Regions from separate parts of the Sus scrofa genome. Here region 2 is linked to region 1. Evidence: chromatin contacts called from public HiChIP or PLAC-seq data. All regions are on one chromosome and are shown on one strand. Each heading gives the region's core, a stretch centred on a gene start, on an enhancer-like site or on the middle of the called end of the contact. The rest is flanking DNA. Distances are from core to core; before and after follow the strand shown. Region 1 overlaps LDB2 (LIM domain-binding protein 2). Region 2 overlaps LOC100739688 (a long non-coding RNA gene).

The links. HiChIP or PLAC-seq counts read pairs in DNA pulled down with a chosen protein or histone mark.
Region 2: a contact with region 1 is called in an H3K27ac HiChIP or PLAC-seq map of skeletal muscle, with 12 times the contacts expected there. The contact joins two enhancer-like sites. A contact is called at or near these places in 1 of 47 Hi-C or Micro-C datasets (alveolar macrophages) and 1 of 2 datasets of contacts at active chromatin or transcription factors (skeletal muscle).

The regions. Positions count from the first base shown.
Region 1 is chr8:12,000,697-12,008,118 of Sscrofa11.1, reverse strand. The region is part of intron 1 of LDB2 (LIM domain-binding protein 2); the gene reads left to right. Among named protein-coding and RNA genes, the nearest start is that of LDB2, 33 kb to the left of the region's middle. Within about 2 kb of position 3,253, at least 10 of the 83 cell types and tissues checked have an H3K27ac peak or open chromatin away from gene starts, as enhancers often do. A contact at or near this core is called in skeletal muscle, where this site is marked.
Region 2 is chr8:12,395,512-12,402,933 of Sscrofa11.1, reverse strand. It overlaps LOC100739688 (a long non-coding RNA gene), which reads left to right. Exons shown (of 8, transcript XR_304761.3): 6 at 4,093-4,317. Among named protein-coding and RNA genes, the nearest start is that of QDPR, 150 kb to the left of the region's middle. Within about 2 kb of position 4,078, at least 37 of the 83 cell types and tissues checked have an H3K27ac peak or open chromatin away from gene starts, as enhancers often do. A contact at or near this core is called in skeletal muscle, where this site is marked.

The DNA.
Region 1 (7,422 bases), core at 2,004-4,503:
TTTGAGGGGCTTCGTCCTTGCCCCCACGACGTCTCGGATTGACTGACTGTGCAACATAACGCCGTGAAGACGGCATCTGGCCTGGAGTCCCACGTTCTGCTTTTCCCTCTGTCTCCGCATTGACTAACCTTGAGGATGACCTTGGGTAATTCGCTTCCCTTTAAGGCTCACTCTCTTCTTCTGGTACCTGAGGGTGTTAGACTAGATAGACGCTATAGTCTTTCTGAATGTTACAATAGTCTTTTATTTACTAGAGGTAGTTGATTTATATACTTATGTGTTTATTTATTTAAATGTACTCTCGAGGTTAAGAACGTAGTCAAAGGAATATAAGGACTTTTGAAAAGTAAAGGAGAAATATCACTTATTATGGCATGACCTAAGGCTCATATTTGTCTGTTTTACCCCAAGTGTGCTGCTTTGTAACTTACATTTTCATTAACCTTGCATCAAGTGTATTTTCCATATTGCTGCCTTTTTGTGTATTGATTGTTTTTAAATGGCACTTAAGAAGAAAAAAATTCTGCACAATCACCTTCCGTTTTCTCCAGCTCTTATCGCCCAGTCCCCTAGATATCCTGTTCGGCTACAACAACAGTTATTATACTTCCATGTAGTGATAAGGCCTTTGAAGGGAAATAAAATGGGACAAGGGGTCGGAGAGTGACTGGAGTTGGGGGTGGCTGGCTTAGAAGGGGTGATGAGGGGCCGTCTCTCTGCGTAGAGGCCACCTGCAAGAAGCAGAGGCATGGACCATGGGAAGGGCTGGGGAAGAATGTTCTAGGCAGACTGCCGTCAGCACCAAGGTGGGAGCGAGCCTGGAGTGTTTGTGGGGCTGGTGAGGCCAGCGTGGCTGGAGCAGGAGTGGAAGATTCCATCCTTGAGCTCTGGGAGGCATGCCCCTGCCCTTCCCTTTCCCAAGGTCAAACTGGATCGCTCCCAGGGGGACTGGAGACCGCCACGTGGTAAAATGCTGACTTGGATCTGCTTAGTTAACTGAGCTTTTGGTGTGAGGCTGATCTGGCTGGGAGAGAAAGAGGGGAGCTGGAGATGCTTTTCCTGCATCTGAAGGGTTGGCTTGACAGGCGCGGACACAGGTACCCGATGGAAATGGCTCTTCTCTTGGAGGCTGTGGTCTCCCCGCCATCCCCGGGGGTTGGCCATGGAGGCACCCTGGATGCAGCTCCAGCAGGGCTTGTGGAGCTGAGCCAGCTGCCCACCCGGCCTGTCCCTCGTCCCTAAACATCAGAAACATCAGCCGAGCCACAGAGTTCCTTCCTCTGCTGAATGCACAGGTTTCCTGCTTCCAGGCTTTCTGAATACTGGTCAGCGGGGCCCAAGGGGGTCTCAGGACGGCCGGGTGGACTTTAGACGTGGGCCCTTTTTAAAAGATGGGTCTGGTTCCCCAGGTCCTATCTTTGTGGCAGATTGCTTTGGATCCTTTTTTTTTTCTTCCCATGCAACAAGATCTTTCTTAACATATCAAACAGGTTCAGCTAGTACTGAAACTGGTAATTTTTAAACTTAAATTGGGCCAAATGGCTAGAGCACAGAGGGATACCACCAGTGGCCATGATGCAAGCAGGGCTGAAGAATTAACAGCCGCCCCTTAGACGGAGGACCACGTGCAGCGTCGACTCTTTCTGAATGCTGCAATCAGAGAGTCTGGCCATCTTCTGGCTGTTGGCCTGCAAAGACGAGCCTCTGCTGGCCAGGGGAGATGCCTTCCTTATCCTGGATCTGGGCCTTCGGGTTCTCAGCGGGGTCACTGGGCTCCACCTCCAGGAGGACGGTCTTGCTGATCAGAGTCTTCACCCGGGTGCTGCATATCACCCCTCAGAGGCAGGACCGGTAGCAAGGTTGACTCTTTCTGGATAAGTTCTTTTTTTCCACGTTTTTTGTTTTCTTTTGTTTTCTTTGTATTCCCCGAGAGGGGCTTTAAGACTCTGCAGACAATTAATTACCTACCCTAGTCTTTAGCCTTCACCTTTTACCTGAGGTTAACTTCTACTGGATTAATTTGGCACTGCCATGCATAGAGGTTGAAGGCATCATCTTGGATGTGCAAAGACATTCTAAGAGACCTATTAGATTATAAGAGGTTTTTGCTCTCAAAACTGAGGGTAGGATTGGATATTAACATGAACCACCCTTTGGCTTTCTTCTGGGTTTTTTTTACGGGTTCTTCTGTGCTTAAAACATGAGCCCTGGATCTTCAGAATAAAGATCAGGTAAAATTGCAGGATAGAAAAGAGTGGTGTAAATGCATTCCATCTAGCTATGAGGGCTTCATGAAATAAAGGTTTTTTTTTTTAAATTTTGGTTTTTGTTGGTTTGGTTTTGGTTTTGGTTTTGTTTTACCCCTCTCTCGCTCGTGTGACCGTCCCTAGCGGGTTCTGAGCCACTTGACCATTCTGGATCTCTTCACTGAGCCGAGGAACAGCCATGTCCCCTCCTCCACCCAGGGCATCCCCTCGTACCTCTGCCTCCAGGCAGCCAACAGCCACAGAGTGAGGATGGAGCAGGGGGTCCAGGAGGCAGTGGTGCATGTCACTTTTATCCCCTCAGCAGACAGAACTTGGTCACCTGGCTCCAGCTCCATGCCAGGGGGTCGGGAGATGTGGTCCAGGAGCCACTGTCAAGGAAGAGGCTCAGCTCGGGCAGGCGGTGTTCCTCAGAGGGCTTTGCTGCTGCCCTGCATCGCCATCGCTGGATGTGGCAGGTGATTAGCAAAACTAAAACTTCTCTGGCCCGAACCAAGACCTCATGAGGCAGAAATAGCCAAAGATGGGGCCCAGGGGTCTGCACGTTCATAAGCCACCCAGCCTATGCCTTCGACATCCTGATGTTTGAGATTCACTCGCCAAGCAAGGAGGGGCTGAAGTTCTTTGGAAATGAACATGATAAATGCTCCACTGGTCCTGCTTTCTCTACCTCTGGCGCCTTTTCAAAGAGAAATTAAATTAATAACTTGTTGATTTGTAACTCTTGCCCTTTAAGCATGTAAGCGCTCGGCACGCGGGATGTCAGAATCATTAGTCAGTACATCAATACTCTTAAGGAGTCTGTTCGCTTCGCAAATAAAGCAAAGGCAAGGTTGTTTTTCCCTCTGTCCTTGGCTGGTGCCCTCTGTGACTGGAAGCATGCCGGCTGCCCGGGAAGGCTGGTGATGGATGGCTCCTCCACTTAGCTGCCTGTGACCCTTGGTAGCCTCTTCCCTTTCCTCGTCCTCTTCCTTTTCCTGGTGACCAATCTCTCTCTGCAGGGCTTGGCATCCTTAGAAGTGTTACACAAAGAAGTTCGCCTGTGCTGGACGTCAGGGGTGGAGGACTCTGTGGCGTTGTTCCTGTTTCTCCTGTTATCGTTTGCTTGAATAATTCCAATTTCCTTATATTCCCGTGGGAAACGGGAAGCCTTTTCTAAAAACTCCTGTCGGTGGCACACAGTGTGGGTCGCAGATAGCACTGTTTAGAGAGAACTCAGGGCCAAAGCTGGAGGCTCTTTGATTCACACAAGATAGGGCTGTTTCTATAGTTACCCTGGTATCAAACTTGTATTCCTAGCTCCAAATATTTAAGGGAAGAATCTACTATCCAAAGATGGGGAAAATGGAATATTCCTCAGAAGAAGGAGACTTTAAGGTTTCTGGGTCTATGTCTATATATGAAACGTGGGAAGAGGGTGTAGCCCAGAGAGTGAGCCCATTCTGGTCAATTTTCACAGATTGATAAGAAGCGCAAGATAAAGGAGCTTTTCATTGAGAACTTATTAGGTGGCAGTCACTTGACATCCTTTATTTCTCATAACACTCAGGTAAGGAAGACATCAATGTGCCCGTCTTACAAAAGAAAAAACTGAAATCTCAGGGGATTGGGTAGCTTGAGGGAGTCCAGTGCTGGGGGCAACTGAGCAAGGAGTCAATTCAATTCTGATAGTTCTTGAGGTCCAGTGGCGTGTTCACAGCAGGTGAATGGGTTTTGGAGGACAAATGCATGCCGTCACAGTCTCGGAAGACAGGAACAGCATTTCAGGCAGAGGGAACAGCCAGGGTCGAGGAGGAGCGGCAGTGCAGAGTGTGTCTGGGAAATGTCTGCTGCAACCGTGCGGTGGGAAGATCAGGGCTGGGACTGGAAATGATGTCTCTCCGTGATTCTGCAGCCAATGAGGAGAAGACTTGGGAGTTGTAAAGTGGGGGTTCAGCATGATAATACCTGTGATTGGAAGGAGGCCTGGTCTCAGCGAGAAAATCAATGGAGTCACGTGGGCCTGGGCTTGACTTCAGTCTACGAGGGAGAGAAAGACTTGACTTATCACTCATCCTGTATTCTTTGAATGAGGGTGGTTTTTTTTTTTTTTTTTTTTTTTTGGCCACACCCTCATCATGAAGAAGTTCCCTAGGCCAGGGATCGACCCGGAGCCACAGCAGTGACAATTCCGAATCTACTAGCCCAGCAGGAAACATTACCCATCCCATATTCATTGAACCTCTGTAGCTCTGGCTTTTCCTCGGGCCCCAGGGATCTGCATTTTAATAAGCCTCACAGAGAACACTTGTTACTGCCTGGAGACATTTTCAGCTGTCACAACTAGACAGGAGGGCTGCTGACATCTACCAGGTAGGGATCAAGGATGCTGCTAAACATCAGTGTCGAGGACGGCCCCCCACAACAGGGAATTATTGAGCCCAGCTATCTATGGTGCCATAGTTGAGAAACCCCACCAGACAGTGATTCAGGGTAAAACTGGCTGGGCGTTGACTGAAACAGTCCCCACATTTTTTTTTTCCACCTCTTTCTAGCAATTTAGTGAATCTAAATTTCCTTATCTGTAAAGTAGATATAAGATAATAGGAGTTTCTGATATGGCTCAGCAATTTAAGAACCCAACATTGTGTCTTTGAGAATGAGATTTGATCCCTGGCCTCGCTCCAGCGTTGCTGCAAACTGCAGCATAGGTCACAGATGTGACTCAGATCTGGCATTTTGGTGGCTGTGGCACAGGCCTACAGCTGCAGCTCCAATTTGACTCCTGGCCTGGGAACCTCCATAGATGGCAATTGCAGCCATAAAAAGAAAAAAAATGATAATAGAAAAAAATCTGGTTGTAGGACAAACAATTTTGTGAACTGTCTGATGATTATTTTTAATATATACTTTTTTTTTTTTGGTCTTTTTATGGCTACACACAAGGCATATGGAGGTTCCCAGGCTGGGGGTCAAATCGGAGCTGTAACCAACAGCCACAGCCACAACCACAGCAATGCAGGATCTAATCCATGTCTGCAACCTACACCACAGCTCACGGCAACACCAGATCCTTAACCCACTGAGCAAGGCCAGGGATGGAACCGGCATCTTCATGGATACTAGTCAGATTCATTTCCGTTGCGCCACGACGGGAATGCCCTAATACCTACCTTCTTTACAGACTTAAGGTCAAGCAAGGGGGACACCCTCCTGGCCCCAGTGGAGTAACCTGCATGGTGGGGTGGGTGGGTGGGTAGGGGTGGTTCTTCTTAGGTCACGTGCCAACTACCTTTCAGCTACGAAATCCTTGTTTCAGGACTAATGCCTGCCTTTTTGGCAAATTATTTTAGATTGATTTTTTTTTTTTTTTTTTTTTTTTGTAGCTGTAATTCTGCTCCTGGGGTATCCAATTTTTTTCACTGGGCAGATATGGATCCTTGTGGTAGAGAACAACGGTGTTGCCAAGGTCAATATACTGCTGGATATGAAATAAATTCACCAGGCGTAACTTAGTCCACACTCGTGGCTCACTGCCAATATTGCCTCAGCGTTGTCGAGGCTCTCATTGGATAAGCTGGGCATGAAACTAGTGCTCTTTGAATGAGGTCATTTTTAAACTCTGCCCAGGAACCAGAGAGCATTTGGATGCAGGGGGGACCAAGGATGCTGCGTGGTTCACCTGGACTTTTACAGAGGAACAAACAGGGGGCCAGAGACGTTGAGACATCTGCTTGAGGTCGCACAGTTGATACTTGGCAGCCTCTAGACCTTGTGTATAAGGGTGTGGGCATTTAAAAATCACAAAACCCCTTGTGGCTAGGTTAGGGCTTAGGAGAGTTTCACGCTGTGTGTGTTTTCTCCGTATTTATAGGACAGCAAGGGCCACGTTGCCAGACAGGTTTGGGTCTCTGCATCCTGTCTCCATGATGGGCTGGCTGCTCTGAGAGATTTTTTCTCATCTGTTAAATGGGGATAATTCTAGTGCTTGTCTTCAAATTGGAGAGGAGGAATTTTTTTTTTAACTTGCATTAAGCATTTTGCATAGTGCCTGACACATTTTAAGAGCTCTCTCTATATTAGCTATGACTATTCTTTTTAGAATTGCTACTCTTATTGTCATTTCATGATGGAATGTGCCTGGCACAAAGCAGGTTTTCAACAAAGATGATTTCTCTTTGTATTTTTGAGTAACTTCTCGGCCACTCAGTCATTGTGTGATTTTTTTTCTTTAAATGATTTTTATTTTTTTCATTATAGCTGGTTTACCGTGTTCTGTCAATTTTCTACTGTACAGCAAGGTGACCCAGTCACCCATACATATATACATTCTTTTTCTCCCATTATCATGCTCCGTCATAAGTGACTAGATATAGTTCCCAGTGCTATGCAGCAGGATCTCATTGCTTATCCATTCCAAGGGCAATAGTTTGTATCTATTAACCCCAAATTCCCAGTCCATCCCACTCCCTCCCCCTCCCTCCTGACAACCACGAATCTGTTCTCCAAGTCCATGATTTTCTTTTCTGTGGAAAGGATCATTTGTGTCCTATATTAGATTCAAGATATAAGTGATATCATACAGTATTTGTCTTTTTCTTTCTGACTTACTTCACTCAGTGTGAGAGTCTCTAGTTCCATCCATGTTGCTGCAAATGGCATTATTTTGTTCTTTTTTCTGGCTGAGTAGTATTCCATTGTACATATATATACCACATTTTCTTAATCCTTTCCTCTGTCGATGGACATTTAGGTTGTTTCCATGTCTTGGCTCTTGTGAATAGTGCTGCAATGAACTCTACCCAGCAAGAGTATCCTTTAAAATAGAAGAGGAAATAAAGAATTTCTCCAACAAACAAAGGCTAAAAGAGTACAGCAATACTAAACCTATTCTCAAAGAAACACTGAAAGGGCTTCTCTAAATAAAGAAGAAGTAATAGGATGGGGAAGTCACAATTGGAAAGCAATCACTTAAATAAGCCAGCATATGGATCTAAAAGGGAAAAAAAAATCCATTTTCTTAGCTCAGTTTCCTCATCTGTAAAATGGTAAAAGTTCACAATTATGGGGTGTGAGAGCACTGCCATAAGACGGTGCAACGTAGGATGCCTGACCCATGAGAAGAAATGCCATTTTGTTGTTATTTTTAAAAATGTAGTGGTTTAGCAAGGTTCTATCT
Region 2 (7,422 bases), core at 2,829-5,328, 390 kb before region 1:
TATTTCCTGTGCAAAGGGCAATTCCTCAGGACAGCATCCTTTGCCTAAATCTGTCACAATCAGTTTCAAACCATTTCCCGCTCTGTTGTTTGGTGCTTGATGAGACCTTTGGTGATTTAGTGACAGTTTCCCGCCTGTTGCATGTTTTGTCCAGAAAGAAGTGTTATGGAAGCTAGAGAAAAGTAGGAAAGTTTTCTGAATGGATGCTCAGGTGTCACCGTAGGTGATCCAGGAAGGGAGGATGAGTGTGAGTGTGTGTGTGTTGTGGGTGTGTTCCAGTGTGGTGATGGGAGAGCAGAGGCGGGTCTGCGGTTTCCCCTCCTTTTCAGTTTAGACTCTCAGTTTTCCTAAATCTACTGTACAATATTTTTCCTAAATCTGCTGTACATTTGACTGAAGCTGCCAGGACCTCAGACTCTAAGGTATTCACAGATGAAGCTTAAGAAAGATCAAGCCATTTTATTTTAGTCTTTTTAGGGCCACACCCAAGGTATATGGAGGTCCCCAGACTAGGGGTAGAATTGGAGCTATAGCTGCTGGCCTACACCACAGCCACAGCAATGCCAGATCTGAGCCACGTCTGTGGTCTACACCACAGCTCAGGACAACACCAGATCCTTAACCCACTAAGCAAGGCCAGGGATCGAACCTGTGTCCTCATGGATGCTAGTCAGATTTGTTTCCGCCAAGCCACAACAGGAACTCCAAGATCAAACCATGATGACTACTAGTGATTTTAAGGCTTTTGTCGTTCTTTGGGTAAAATCACTAGTTCCCACCAGAAATAAGCAACAGGCAACCTACAGCCCATTGACAGGAATCTGCTTTCTAAGCAGGGCGATTTAAGTCTCAAAAATCCCTTCCCAATCCTCTTCCGGTGCCTTTCTCCTAACCCGCGTCACTTGTCACTTGTGGGGGAGGGAGGGGTCCTTATCAGGAAGCTCAGGTCAGCCGGCACCACCCAGTGCACACACATCCACCTTGCCCAGTCTCCCACAGTTTCCTTCGACAGAGTTCTTGCCTCTAACATTCACCATCAGTGCAAGAATCCTGGAGAAACGGCTTCTCCCAACGTCTCGGCATCAGTGTGCATCTGGATATTCCCTTGCGTCTGTGCCATCGAGATCTGAAGAGTGACCATCTCAGGCAGCCCTAGTCCCCCTGAGCGTGGTGTGATCATAGCTGATACTCTTTTTATTTGTATGATTATTTATTATTTGCGGCAGCCCCTCTGCCCCCAATGCCGACGCCCTGAGGGTGGGGACCTGTTCTTGTATCCTGCTAGAACAGGGCCTGGACACTCCATAAATATTAGGCAAATGGATTCCAAATTTACAAAGACCCTAGCCTTTCAACCAAGAGAAAAGAAAAGAACCTTCTAAGATGCTCGGTATGTAGGTCTGGCCGGGTTGCTCTACGGCGTGGTAGGGAGTTGAGATGGGGAAACTTCATTTTGATAAATGTGATTCCGAGGGGCCCTTGGAAGGGTCCCCTCATTGCCTGGGTCTCTCAGGTGGACTAGCAGAAAGTCCAGGAGGAAGGTCCAGGCAGGAGTGAGGCCGGTGGAGGACCATGCATCGAGCTGAGCAAGGTGAAGGCAGAGCAGGGGAAGGAAGATGTGGCCTGAGGAAATGCAGCAGCTTTGGGGCTACAGGGTCAACCTCTTTAAAAAAGACTGTTTTATTTTCAGATTGTAAATTCCTGCAGCCTCACAGTAAAACTAAAACAAAAAGACAAGGAGGAAAGACATCAATGTTAATCCTGCCACTTGGTCCTAACGACTGTGAACATGTTAGCAAGTTTCTTCTCTCTTTTTTTCCCCTCTACACTTGTACTTCACTTATTTTGGTTTAAAATATTTGATCGCATCAGGTGTACCCCTTTTGCACCCTGCTTCCTTCACTTAACACCATTTGAAATGCTTTTTTTCCATTTAGTGTCATTAAAAATACTTTGAAAATGTCTTTTTGATGGTTATGTATGCTTCCATCTTCTGGTTATGTCGTAAGCCCTATTGTTGTATAACTTGCCTCTGTCTTTTTGTTTTTTTTTTTTAAGTAATCATAGCAAATGAGTGATGGTAGTCTTTGCGTGTAAATTACCAGCTGCAATTTTGGTGATTCCATTCGGGTGCATTGCCAGACGTGGACTTACTGAGCTAAAGGGTAGGACTCTTTCACAGACCTTGAAGCATGTGGCCACACTGTTTTTGCAGAAGGACTGTGACAATTTACACGGAGGGTTTTATCGTAAGACTCTTCTGGGAACAGAACAGGATTTGCTAACTCTGGAGAGAACCACTTCTTGAAAAATCTGGATGAGAATTTCAGGCTTTGTAAACCAGATGGATTTTAGGTTTCCCTCACACTCTTTGTGTTCACTGACCTTCTAGTCTCCTGCAGTAAGTGTAAGCATGGCATTGGGAAAATTCCAGACTGTGTCCATGGAGCTCAGAGCCGACAGTAAAGGGAATTCTGTGCATTCCTGGGACAGAGCTGCTGAGGGGAGGGGGTGTCAGGCCAGGGGCCAGCCCACTGTACAGGAGGAGAATACTTGAGACACTCAAGGGAGAGGTGACACTGTGGGGAAGAGTGGACCAAAGCCTTAGAGGTTCCAGATTTTAAGGTCAGTGGGCTCTCCTGGTGTTCATTTAAACAGGACCCATATTGTCTTTGATGGACATTATCACAAACAAACACTTTTTGTCTGTTTTATGCACGAGGGGTCTATTTGATTTGGAAGGGGGCTCCTCTGAGGCCCCTTTCTACATTGACATTTTCTGGGTTTATAGGTAGGTTTTTACTATCCCATTTGATGGATAGGTAAATCAAGGCATTCACAGAGAGCTGGCTTTGCACTTTAGTAGCTGAGTGATTTGAGGCAAGTTAAGTTTTCTGAGCCTCCATTTTCTCATTTCTTTCTTTCTTTCTTTCTTTCTTTTTTTTTTTTCTTTTTAGGTCCGCACATGCAACATATGGATGTTTCCAGGCTAGGGGTCCAATCGAAGCTACACCTGCCAGCCTACGGCATAGCCACAGCAAAGCCACAGCCACAACAACACAGGATCTGAGCCGCGACTGCCACCTACATCACAGCTCACCACAATGCCGTATCCTTAACCCACTGAGCGAGGCCAGGGATCGAACCCGCCACCTCATGGTTCCTAGTCGGATTTGTTTCCTCTGAGCCATGACTAGAACTCCCATTTTCTCATTTCTAAGGTGGGAGGGATAGTGTCCACTCAGCAGGGCTGTTATGAGGATGGGAACCAAATGCCAACTTCTTGACTCGAGGCCAGGCTCAGGCTTTGGGAATTAGCATCTAAACCACATTTGCCAAATTCTGACTTTCTCTTTCTCTCCCAGGCTGGCCCCACACTTGTCATGATTAATTGATTAATTGTCATGATCAATTTAGGCATAGACGAGGAAAAGAAATGTGTGCATTGATTGTGTAGCCAGTGGAACTTCGGGTCTGTTGGGACAGGCGGCTTTGTGAGCTGTGGTGTAGGTCGCAGACGTGGCTTGGATCTGGTGTTGCTGTTGGATCAGCCGCAGCTCCGATGAGACCCCTAGCCCAGGAACTTGGATGTGCCATGGGTGTGGCCCTAAAAAGAAAAAAAGAAAACAAAACAAACAAAAAAAAACATGCAGCTTCACCGTGGTGATCTTTCATAATAGCAGTGTTTCTTTTGTAGCCTGGGAGAAAAAAACCTTTTGTCCCTTCTGTTAAGGAACTAAAATCTGGTCCCACAGAGTCTCTTGCAAACTTTCCTTGCTTCCCAACTTGATCCTAACATGCTGTGTGATTTTAGGAATCCCTCATTACCTCTCTGGACCCCTCCTTCCTGTAAAAAGGGGGATTGGGTCAGGTGACATTAATGGATCTTTCAGCTCTGCAGTTTTTAAATTCTATCAGGATTTAGGAGTAAAAAACTTTCTGCAGAAAAAAAAAATGACCATCATCCAAAGTTGGCCACTTGGGGTCGCTAGTGATCTGAGAGACTAGCTGGTGAAGGCGTAAGAGCGTGTGGCACTTCAGCGAAGAGATTCTGGGTGGGTTATGAAATTTTCTTTTTGTCTCTTCCTTCAGCTCCAAGATTCATCTGAAGGCGTGATCACATCCTCAATGTTGAGTGGACTATGAACCGGCTGCCAGAGACAGGGTTCCAAGCCGGGCCAGGCCCATCCCAATGCCCACCCGAAAAGACGGGACAGAGGAAAGAAAGAAACAAAATCCTGGGGCTCCATTGGCTTTCTTTTTGACTCCAGCTGAAGTTGCTGCATAGTGTGGCCTTGCCAGTCCTCGCCTTGAAAAGTAGGTCTTGCGAAGTGAAACTGCGTGGCACAAAACATGCCTTAGAGAGGCGGGGTAAACCTTTGTCTCCAAGAGTCAGGAGTTAGCAAAGGCAGATGCACGGGAAAAATTCCCGCCCAGGAGCTGCTGGGTGTCCCTCCTGGCAGTTTTCCTGGTGGGCCAGTGGTTGAGGTGGAGGAGGGGCAGCCCGGGAGGTCCCTGCAGAAAACAGGGAGGGATCACTGAACAAGAAAGAAGTAAAATAAAACAAAGATCTAAAAAGCTCAGGATCCGCCCACGCAGGGGACAGGGTCCCAGCAGCATACTTAGCGCAGGCCAGGCCCCTCTGGAAAGTTGGCTGAACCTTGCCCTCTGGGCACAAGGAAAAGCAGCTCTCCTGCCAGGACCGCTGTATAAACATCCTTTTCCTACAGGATCTCGTGGCTTGGGGTTCCAGTGGAGGGCAGGGAAGGTGTCCTAATGCAGACAGATTTCAAACTCCCGCTGTCCCTTTTCAGATCATAAATTACTGTTAATTTTGTTTACACCCCAGCCCCCTTCCTCTCTTAATAGTTAGAGAAAGAGCAATCACGACAAAATCAAGGCTCCAAGGGGTATATGGCAGCCCCGCTCCGCTGGCTGAGAAGCAGCCAAGTGTTGCCTCATCCTGCACTTCCCTGCAACAAAAGTTAAATATTTATGTACCACAGGTGCCTCGCCTTGCCTCCTGCAATATCCTTTTGTAGTTTTGCTGTCAGGGAGCAGTGCGAGAGCTTCCATTTCTGTTTAACTGGAAAGGGAAACTTGGTTTGTTTGTTCCCTTTCTCTCCCTCCTCCAACTCCAGGAGGCTCCATGAGCCAGGCTGGGAGGCCTGGGGTGGAGGCTGCTGAGAAGTCGACCCAGGATCTGTGTGGTTTCTCCTTGTTCAGGCATCACCTTGTTTTGTAGTAAGCACTTCCCGGGGCCCTTTGCCCAAGCCATCCTTGCCTGAGAGGTATGCCCGAGCTTGAAGTTGGTTGGGTCTGGGTTTCAATTCTAGGTCAACCCACTTATTTAGCTGGTGACTCGCTCTCTTAGAGTCTCAGTTCTCATCTTTAAAATGGGGATAATAATAATATTTTCCTAAGAGAGTGGTTGGGAAGATGAAAAATAGTGTATAAAAAGTGACTGAGGCCACGTGAGATTTTGGTAAATGCCAGGTCTTCTAAAACATTTTTGTTGAAATGTAGTCAATTTACAAAATTATGTTTGTGTTGGGTATACAGCAAGGTGTTTATATATATGTGTGTGTGTGTGTATATATATATATATATACACACACACTTTTTAGTGTCAGGTATACAGCAAAGTTATATATATATATGTGTGTGTGTGTGTATATATACACTTTTTAAGATTCTTTTCCATTATAAATTATTATAAGATGTTGAGTACAATGCCCTGTGCTGTACTGTAGGTTTTTGTTGGTTATCTATTTTACATGTAGTAGTATGTACATGTTAATCACAAATTCCTAATTTATCCTTCCAGGCCCTCTCTCCCCTTCAGTAACCATAAGTTTGTTTTCTATGTCTGTGAGTCTATTTATGTTTTGTAAATAACTTCATTTGTATCCTTTTCTTAGATTGCACATATAAGTGCTATCATATGGTATTTGTCTTTCTCTTTCCGGCTTACTTTCACTTAGTATGATGATCTCTAGGTCCTTCCATGTTGCTGCAAATGGCACTGTTCCATTCCTTTTTATGGCTGAGTAATATTCCACTTTGTATATGCACCACATCTTCTTTATCCATTCATCTGTCAGTGGACACTTAGGCTGCTTCCATATCTTGGCTGTTGTGAATAGTGCTGCTATGATCATCGGGGTGTAAATGCCAGTTCTTGCTTCTTTCTTGATTGTGTTTCCAAGATAGTAGCCATCACCCACATGTGGCTATTGAGCACTGGAGAAGAGCTGGAAGTTAAAATACACAAAGGATTTCAAAGACCTAACAAAGAAAAAAAATTTTTAAAAATCTCATTACTAATGTTTCATACTGATTACATGTTGGAATGACAATCCATTCTAATAATGGATTAAATAAATACATTTTTAAAGTTAGCCTTCATTTTACTCTTTAAAAGTGTGGATATGGGAAGAGTTTAAATGATGCCTGTGGCTTGTATTTGGGGCATCCATTATATTTCCATCAGGCTGCCTTGCTCACCAATTCCTCTATTCAAAATTGTTCCTTTCTTCAAAGCCTAGCTCAAGCTTTCCTGTCTTCATGAGGCAGTAAGGTCAATCTCTTCCTTCTCTGAAATCTGCTGGAGGTTTTGTTGTTGGAGAAAGTCACAACGTGGGTGTTTGTCAGCTGAATTCCAGCAGGAGAAGCATGTAAAGTGTTCAGCCCAGGGCTTGACAAATTGTAAACCGATACATGTTATCATCCTATTTTTCTTGCTATTTTCATTAGCGTCTGGATACTAAGTTCAGTACTGGTTATATGCTGTCTCAGATTCTTCTTCGGTTCTTTCTTGTGTGTTTAGTTTTGCTGAATATGACATCTTAGAGGACAGAGACCACATCACCTATCTCCTGGGTCTGTCCTTAACCCACAGAGCCATGCTAGGCACAGTGAATTCCCTCCCATGGTCATCCACGGACAAAGGCAGAGCCTATTGACTGAATAGCTTGGCTTCTTAGAGTCACTGACATTGCTGCTTTTACTCCACAGATACTTGCTCTTCCTGGAAAGCTTTCTTCATTTCCCTTCTTACTTCATCGAGCTAATTCTTTTGCATCCTAAAAAATATTAATAGTTGTTAAGTACCAGTAGCACTTCCTAGGTGCTCCCTCCCACTCTAAATATAGTTTACAGCTGCCCTGTAAGGTATTATCATTCCTCTCACTTTACCGATGAGGTAACTGGGGCACCGAGAGATTAAGGAACTCATCCAAGTTACCCAGTTGATAAGTGGTAGGGGTGGTGTTCAGACTCAGGTGGTTTGGAGTTCCCATTGGGACTCAGCAGTAACAAATCCGACCAGTAACCATGACGATGTTTGATCCCTGGCCTTGCTCAGTGGGTTAAGGATCCTGGGTTGCCGTGAGCTGTGATGTAGGTCATAGATGCAGCTCA